Regions from separate parts of the Mus musculus genome. Here region 1 is linked to region 2. Evidence: chromatin contacts called from public ChIA-PET data. All regions are on one chromosome and are shown on one strand. Each heading gives the region's core, a stretch centred on a gene start, on an enhancer-like site or on the middle of the called end of the contact. The rest is flanking DNA. Distances are from core to core; before and after follow the strand shown. Region 1 holds the start of Ncapg2 (non-SMC condensin II complex, subunit G2). Region 2 overlaps Vipr2 (vasoactive intestinal peptide receptor 2).

Region 1 (2,700 bases), core at 80-2,579, 260 kb after region 2:
CTGTGCTCTGGGCAGCAGTAGAATCCATAGCTTCTTACTAGATTAGGGGGAGTGCTTCTAGCAGCTGGAATTATCTGTTTGAGGCAGAAGGCTAGGTCTGGCCACCATGTCCCTGGCGGCGCTGTTTTGGAGGTGGTAAACAAGACCTGATCCGAATCAGGACCGAGAACTTGCCAAGTTAGAGTCAGAGGCTGGTGTGGGTTGTGGTTCTTTAGGCCCAGGGTGACTCCTGTGACCCAAGCGAAGCTTAAGAGGATTGTCAGTGGCTGCCACCATCCAGTTGTCTTCATCTTGGCTGGGTGCCTTTTTGACGTGGGAGGCATGGATCCAAGCAGCGATCCCGTCTACTTTTACTGCCGTGGGGGTGGTCAACAGCACCAGATACGGTCCTTTCCACCGGGGCTCAAGCGTGCCAGTGCGATGTCGTCTGACCAAGACTGAGTCTCCAACCTGGAACCCGTGAGGCACTGCTATGGTTCCCGGAGTGTAGGCTTCTCTGATCTGGTTGCAGATCTGTGTTTTAACAACCTCTAGGGCCTTTAGGTGAGCAAAAAGAGCAGAGGGTGAGGATGAGTCAGTGCCAAGATCCAATATCCCACCTGACTCAGTTAAGGGAGGCGGTCCCCCAAAGAGAATCTCATAAGGGGTAAGACCGAAATGTCCAGGAGTGTTTCGGACCCTGAGGAGCGCAAAGGGAAGGAGAGTCACCCAGTCCTTTCCGCCGGTCTCCATGACTAATTTAGTAAGGGTCTCTTTTAAAGTCCTACTCATTCTTTCTACCTGTCCTGAGCTCTGGGGCCTATAAGCACACTTAGAAACTTCCAATTAGTCCCCAATTGTGTGGCCAATTCCTGACTTACCTGGGCAACAAATGCGGGCCCATTGTCTGAGCCGATTACCTTAGGGATCCCGAACCGAGGCAGGATTTCTTCAAGAATCTTCTTGGTTACCACTTGAGCAGTCTCGGACTTGCTCTCCCTCCTCCGTCTGATATCAGCGTGACGTCTCACCGAGCAGCTGGCAAGGAACACAGAAGCAACAGCAGCGCTCCCAAGGAAGGTGGGTGTGTGTGGGCGGAGGGCGGGAAACACAGCCAGCAGCTCTGCGCCTGCGCATCCCGTGAGCGCGCTAAAGAGACTCCCGCCAGAGGCTCTGAGTCACGCCCAGGAGGCGGTGCTTGGGCCTTGGGGGCGGAGCCTGGCTGCAGAGCTGTGGGGGATATGGGCGTGGCCGGGACGGCGTCAGATCTCGTGAGAGCGGCGACTGGTGACGGGGTGGAGGGCGGGAGCGTCCGGGGTATACGCGGGTGTGTTTGAATCTGGTCCGAGCGCGGGAAACTATGGGTCTGTGGTGAGGTGAGCGCCGCGCGGTGAGTTGGGTGGGAGGTGAGTAGGACTCGGCGGCCGGCGACCGCGGCTGGGCGGCGGACACCGTCGCGGGTCTCACGTCCGCGGCCGCCATCGGTTTCGAGCGCTTGTGGAGCGGGAGGTGCTGCGGGAGGGCAGAGCGGGATCCCCCGGCTGACTGGGAAGGATCCCAGACCGAGAAGCGGGGCTCGCCAGGGAGGATCTCAGCCTGGAACCCGGGTTCACTAGGTAGGACCTCAGACTAGGACGACCCCGGGAGAGGGCCCGAGTGTGACTGGCGAGGACTCCGGAAAATGACCTGCGCACAGTAGGGAGGCTCTCAGGCAAGGACCTGATGCAGACTACGGAGGACCGGGGACGCAGACCTGAGTCTGACTAGAGAAGACCCCTGAGAAGGAGCCTGGGTGAGTAGGTAGTACCAAAGACCTGCACCCGGGTTGACTAGCGAGAACCCCAGCCCTGACCAGAGAATGACATGGAAGATCCTGGCACGGGGCTGGGGAGCTGACTAGGGAGGACAGCAGTGTTGACACTTAACTGGGGCCTGACGTGGTGGTGAAGACGCTGGATTTATTCTTGCACTGACATAAGGGAGGAACCCGAACCTATACCTAGGACTGATCTAGGGAGCAACTTAGTTATGAACTAAGGAAAGAGAAAAATCAAGATACGGAGTCACGGTTTGTAAGTAGCATATGTAGACATTATATGGCATACTAAGTTGCCAAAGACATGTACTTAAGTAAACAAAGTGACCATAATTAGTAAAGTGGTGATACTGGCAACCCACCTTTCCCTCTCCATTTTATTCATCACAAAAAAGTTATGGTTCACAATTCAGCCATTTGAATCGGGGAATGAAGTGGCTATATTTAAAATTTACTAATATGAGGAGTTGTCAAATTGAGGTTATTTTCTACTTTTATTCAATTTAGAATAGGAATGCATATTTATTGTGATTCACACTCTATAATTAATGCCAATAATTCTCCATATTGCTGTATTTCTAAAGGTATGAGAGATTTTCAAATTTATTCTTAAGATGAGAAGACCTGTTGCAAATATCATTTGTTGTAACTGTATTGTTAGGTTTTTGTTTTGAGTATGTCATCGTAGCACCAGGTGTAAAGGTAAAATAGGATGGCATTTTACCTGGGAGATCACATGTAGGAAGAAGAATGAGCAAGGTCCCCAGAGCTCTCATTATCCTGTAGGTGTGCAGAGGAGGGGAGGGTGCTGGAGTGGGGCACAGATGCACTGCCTAACAAGCTCCCAGGTGACCTCAGGGCTGTTTTTGTGGTTTTACTTCCAAGTCTCTCTCTTGAAAAACAAG
Region 2 (2,700 bases), core at 16-2,515:
ATGTCCCGGAATGGCTCAGAAAGTGCCCTACAGATACACCGTGGCTCCCGCACCCAGTCCTTCCTGCAGTCAGAGACTTCAGTCATTTAGCTGTGTCCCTTGTACAGAGCTGTCAGTGCTGCTGGGTTTGACATATGTTTGCTGGATTCCTCTGCTGCCCCAGTGTCTGGTGCCTTATTGGTTCAGCCCTGGTCCTTAACTCTGATCCTCATGTGTAACTTGATTGAAACACCAATTATTATTGTCAAACTCTAGCCTTTAAGCCATCTTCTTCATAATATGGCTCAGCCATATTCTACTTTCAAAGAGAGCAAGGAAGCCAGGTGGCTGTGAACATCAAAACTGGATTCTAGTACCTATGAAGAGAACAAGGAGGAAGATTCCAGTTCCCCTACTGCCTCCTGTCAGGGGGAACCAGGTCCAGAAACAGCTGAGCATCACCACCCTGTGACACCCAACGCATGCCTATGGATGTCTCTGAAATTCCTCCTCAGTCTATGGCATACCATAGAAAGCAGTTGAGAGCAACCTTCTCATCCTAGAAGCTTCCTGGTCCCCCTAGCCTTGAGTTGTGTCCTGTGGAACTACATCTGGACAGCCACACCCTTGCCATTCCCTGGACCAAAGATAAGTCAAAGAGGATATTCATGTTTCATTGGCCAAACCAGGAACTCATATCCTCCTGAGGCACTTAGCATCTGCTGCTTCCTACAAGTGGTGAGCAGCTCTGGATCCCATGTTGTCATGAAGGCCCTTGTGACTTGTCCATTCAGCCCAGGGTTTGTTCTCTAGCCAATAGAAAACTGTTGCATTGTTAAAGAAAATCGCCATCTTAAAAACTGTTTAAAAAGAGAATTGTTTTATCAAAGTATAAAACAGCATCAAGTATTCCTACCCGATACTTGCCAATAACAATCCATATTTTTCCGATGTTTTTGCAACTGTGGGCAAGCAGACCTGAGGAAATGCTTGTCGTGGTTGGAAAAGCAGCTGAAGACAGAGAGTGCCTTTCCCTGCAGTGCTCAGAGACCCTGGAAGACTATGTCGTGGTCCAGTGCAAGGACTGTAGGTTCTGTACCTAGTGTTCTGGCACAGCCTATGTAACTTCCCCCCAACACACACACACACACACACACACACACACACACACACACACACACACACACACCAAGGAAACGAGCTGCAAAATGTGTTTCCTGTGGTTTCTGTGGCATGTAGGCCCCAGCTAGTATGAATACAAATGATCTCAACCATTGTGCCAGAGCCAGAGGTCTTGGCGGGGTCAGGAAATCACCAAAGTAGGGGCCCCACTCCCAGTACGTGGGGGCTTTAGTACAGAAAAGAAGTATCTAGAGACTAGCTGAGGCCCCGTGGCCTGACATGTGGCCTGAATGTCTGTCCCACAGAACTGCCCCTGGACTTTTGCCTCCATCAACGCTTGAAACGCCTCCAGTTTGTCTGCAACTGCATGGGGCAGGCACCTCAGATGATTTAGAAAACACCACTACCCTGCTGCCTTCCAGGGCTACAAGGCTAGAGAACAAGTCATAGGGAGTAAATGGCTTAGCTCAGGAACACTGAAAAGAGCTGTTGGCAGTGGCGATAGGTGGATGCTACAAGCCCTGGTGTCAGCCATGGCTCTCTTCATACAGAGCTCACTGCTTAGTCAGCAGTTCTGAGGACACACAGTTCTCCCATATCTGAAAGAGTCCTATCAACAACTGGGTATGACTCTGCCATGACCCTGAAGAGACATGTAGAACATGTGAACACAAGCAGTCACTGAGTGCACAGGGAATATTCAGATGTACAGGGACACCATTCTCTCAGCCCAGCATGTGCTAATGCTAAACAGAGCTGGGTCCTTTCCCTGGTAAAGAGATGGACTGATCATAAAGCGGCCACTGCTGGAACTCACCAATAGCAGAGGTGTAGTAACCATATGACCAGCATGTGACCTTACATGTTATATGTGGAATATCTACAAACACAGAGTGGAACTTAGCTGTGTATATACTTCAATAAACCTTATTTCATTCTGTGTGAGAGTCTGCTATGGATGATGCTGGGGCCCTAGAACACAGCTGCCTGCTGCTATACTCTTGAGTGCCCTGACTCTAGGCCATGCTGCCTACAATTACTCATAGAAGAAGTTGTGTCTGAGGTACCCAAGATATATAAGTGGCAGCCTGAGGATGTGTCCAGCATACCTGGCAATTCCTGCCCTGCAGCCATAATCTGCTCCCTTAGCTCTACAGAATCCGAGCCTTGTCATCAGAGCGAGCAGAAGTGTGTGTGTGTGTGTGTGTGTGTCTGGGTGTGTGTGTGTGTGTGTGTGTGTGTGTGTGTGTGTGTGTGATGTGCACATGCCTGTGTGCATATGTGTGCTTAGTATGCTTAAGTACATGTTATACTCATGTGTATGTGCTCATTTGTAAATGGTTGTTCATGAGCAAGCTAAAATGTGTCTGTAGATGTGCACATGCCTGTGCACGTATGTGTGCTTAAGAAACAACATGTTGTACATGTAAGTGCATGTGCTCATTTGTATATGGTTGTTCGTCGATTTTATGTGGAGTTCACATCTGTGTGCATGTGGAGGTGCTCAGATATAAATCTGGTGTGTGTGTGTGTGTGTGTGTGTGTGTGTGTGTGTGTGTGTGTGTGTGTGTGTGCTTATTTGTGGGTGCTTGTCGATAC

Evidence for each region. ChIA-PET counts read pairs in DNA pulled down with a chosen protein or histone mark.
Region 1: an RNA polymerase II ChIA-PET map of memory CD8 T cells shows a contact between it and region 2, with 50 read pairs. The contact joins the promoter of Ncapg2 here to the enhancer-like site in region 2. A contact is called at or near these places in 3 of 484 Hi-C or Micro-C datasets (CD4 T cells, CD8 T cells and LSK cells), 3 of 115 datasets of contacts at active chromatin or transcription factors (effector CD8 T cells, embryonic stem cells and memory CD8 T cells) and 3 of 9 other capture datasets (embryonic stem cells, liver and pancreatic islet).

Annotation. Positions count from the first base shown.
Region 1 is chr12:116,404,107-116,406,806 of GRCm38.p6, forward strand. It overlaps Ncapg2 (non-SMC condensin II complex, subunit G2), which reads left to right and starts at 1,330. Exons shown (of 29, transcript NM_133762.4): 1 at 1,330-1,355; 2 at 1,596-1,771. It overlaps D430020J02Rik (RIKEN cDNA D430020J02 gene), which reads right to left and starts at 1,055. Exons shown (of 2, transcript NR_028421.1): 1 at 861-1,055; 2 at 1-537.
Region 2 is chr12:116,144,221-116,146,920 of GRCm38.p6, forward strand. Vipr2 (vasoactive intestinal peptide receptor 2) reads left to right here. Exons shown (of 13, transcript NM_009511.2): 13 at 1-2,041. The coding sequence ends at 90. Among named protein-coding and RNA genes, the nearest start is that of Gm23732, 28 kb to the right of the region's middle. Within about 2 kb of position 1,266, at least 78 of the 459 cell types and tissues checked have an H3K27ac peak or open chromatin away from gene starts, as enhancers often do. A contact at or near this core is called in CD8 T cells, LSK cells, effector CD8 T cells and 1 more, where this site is marked.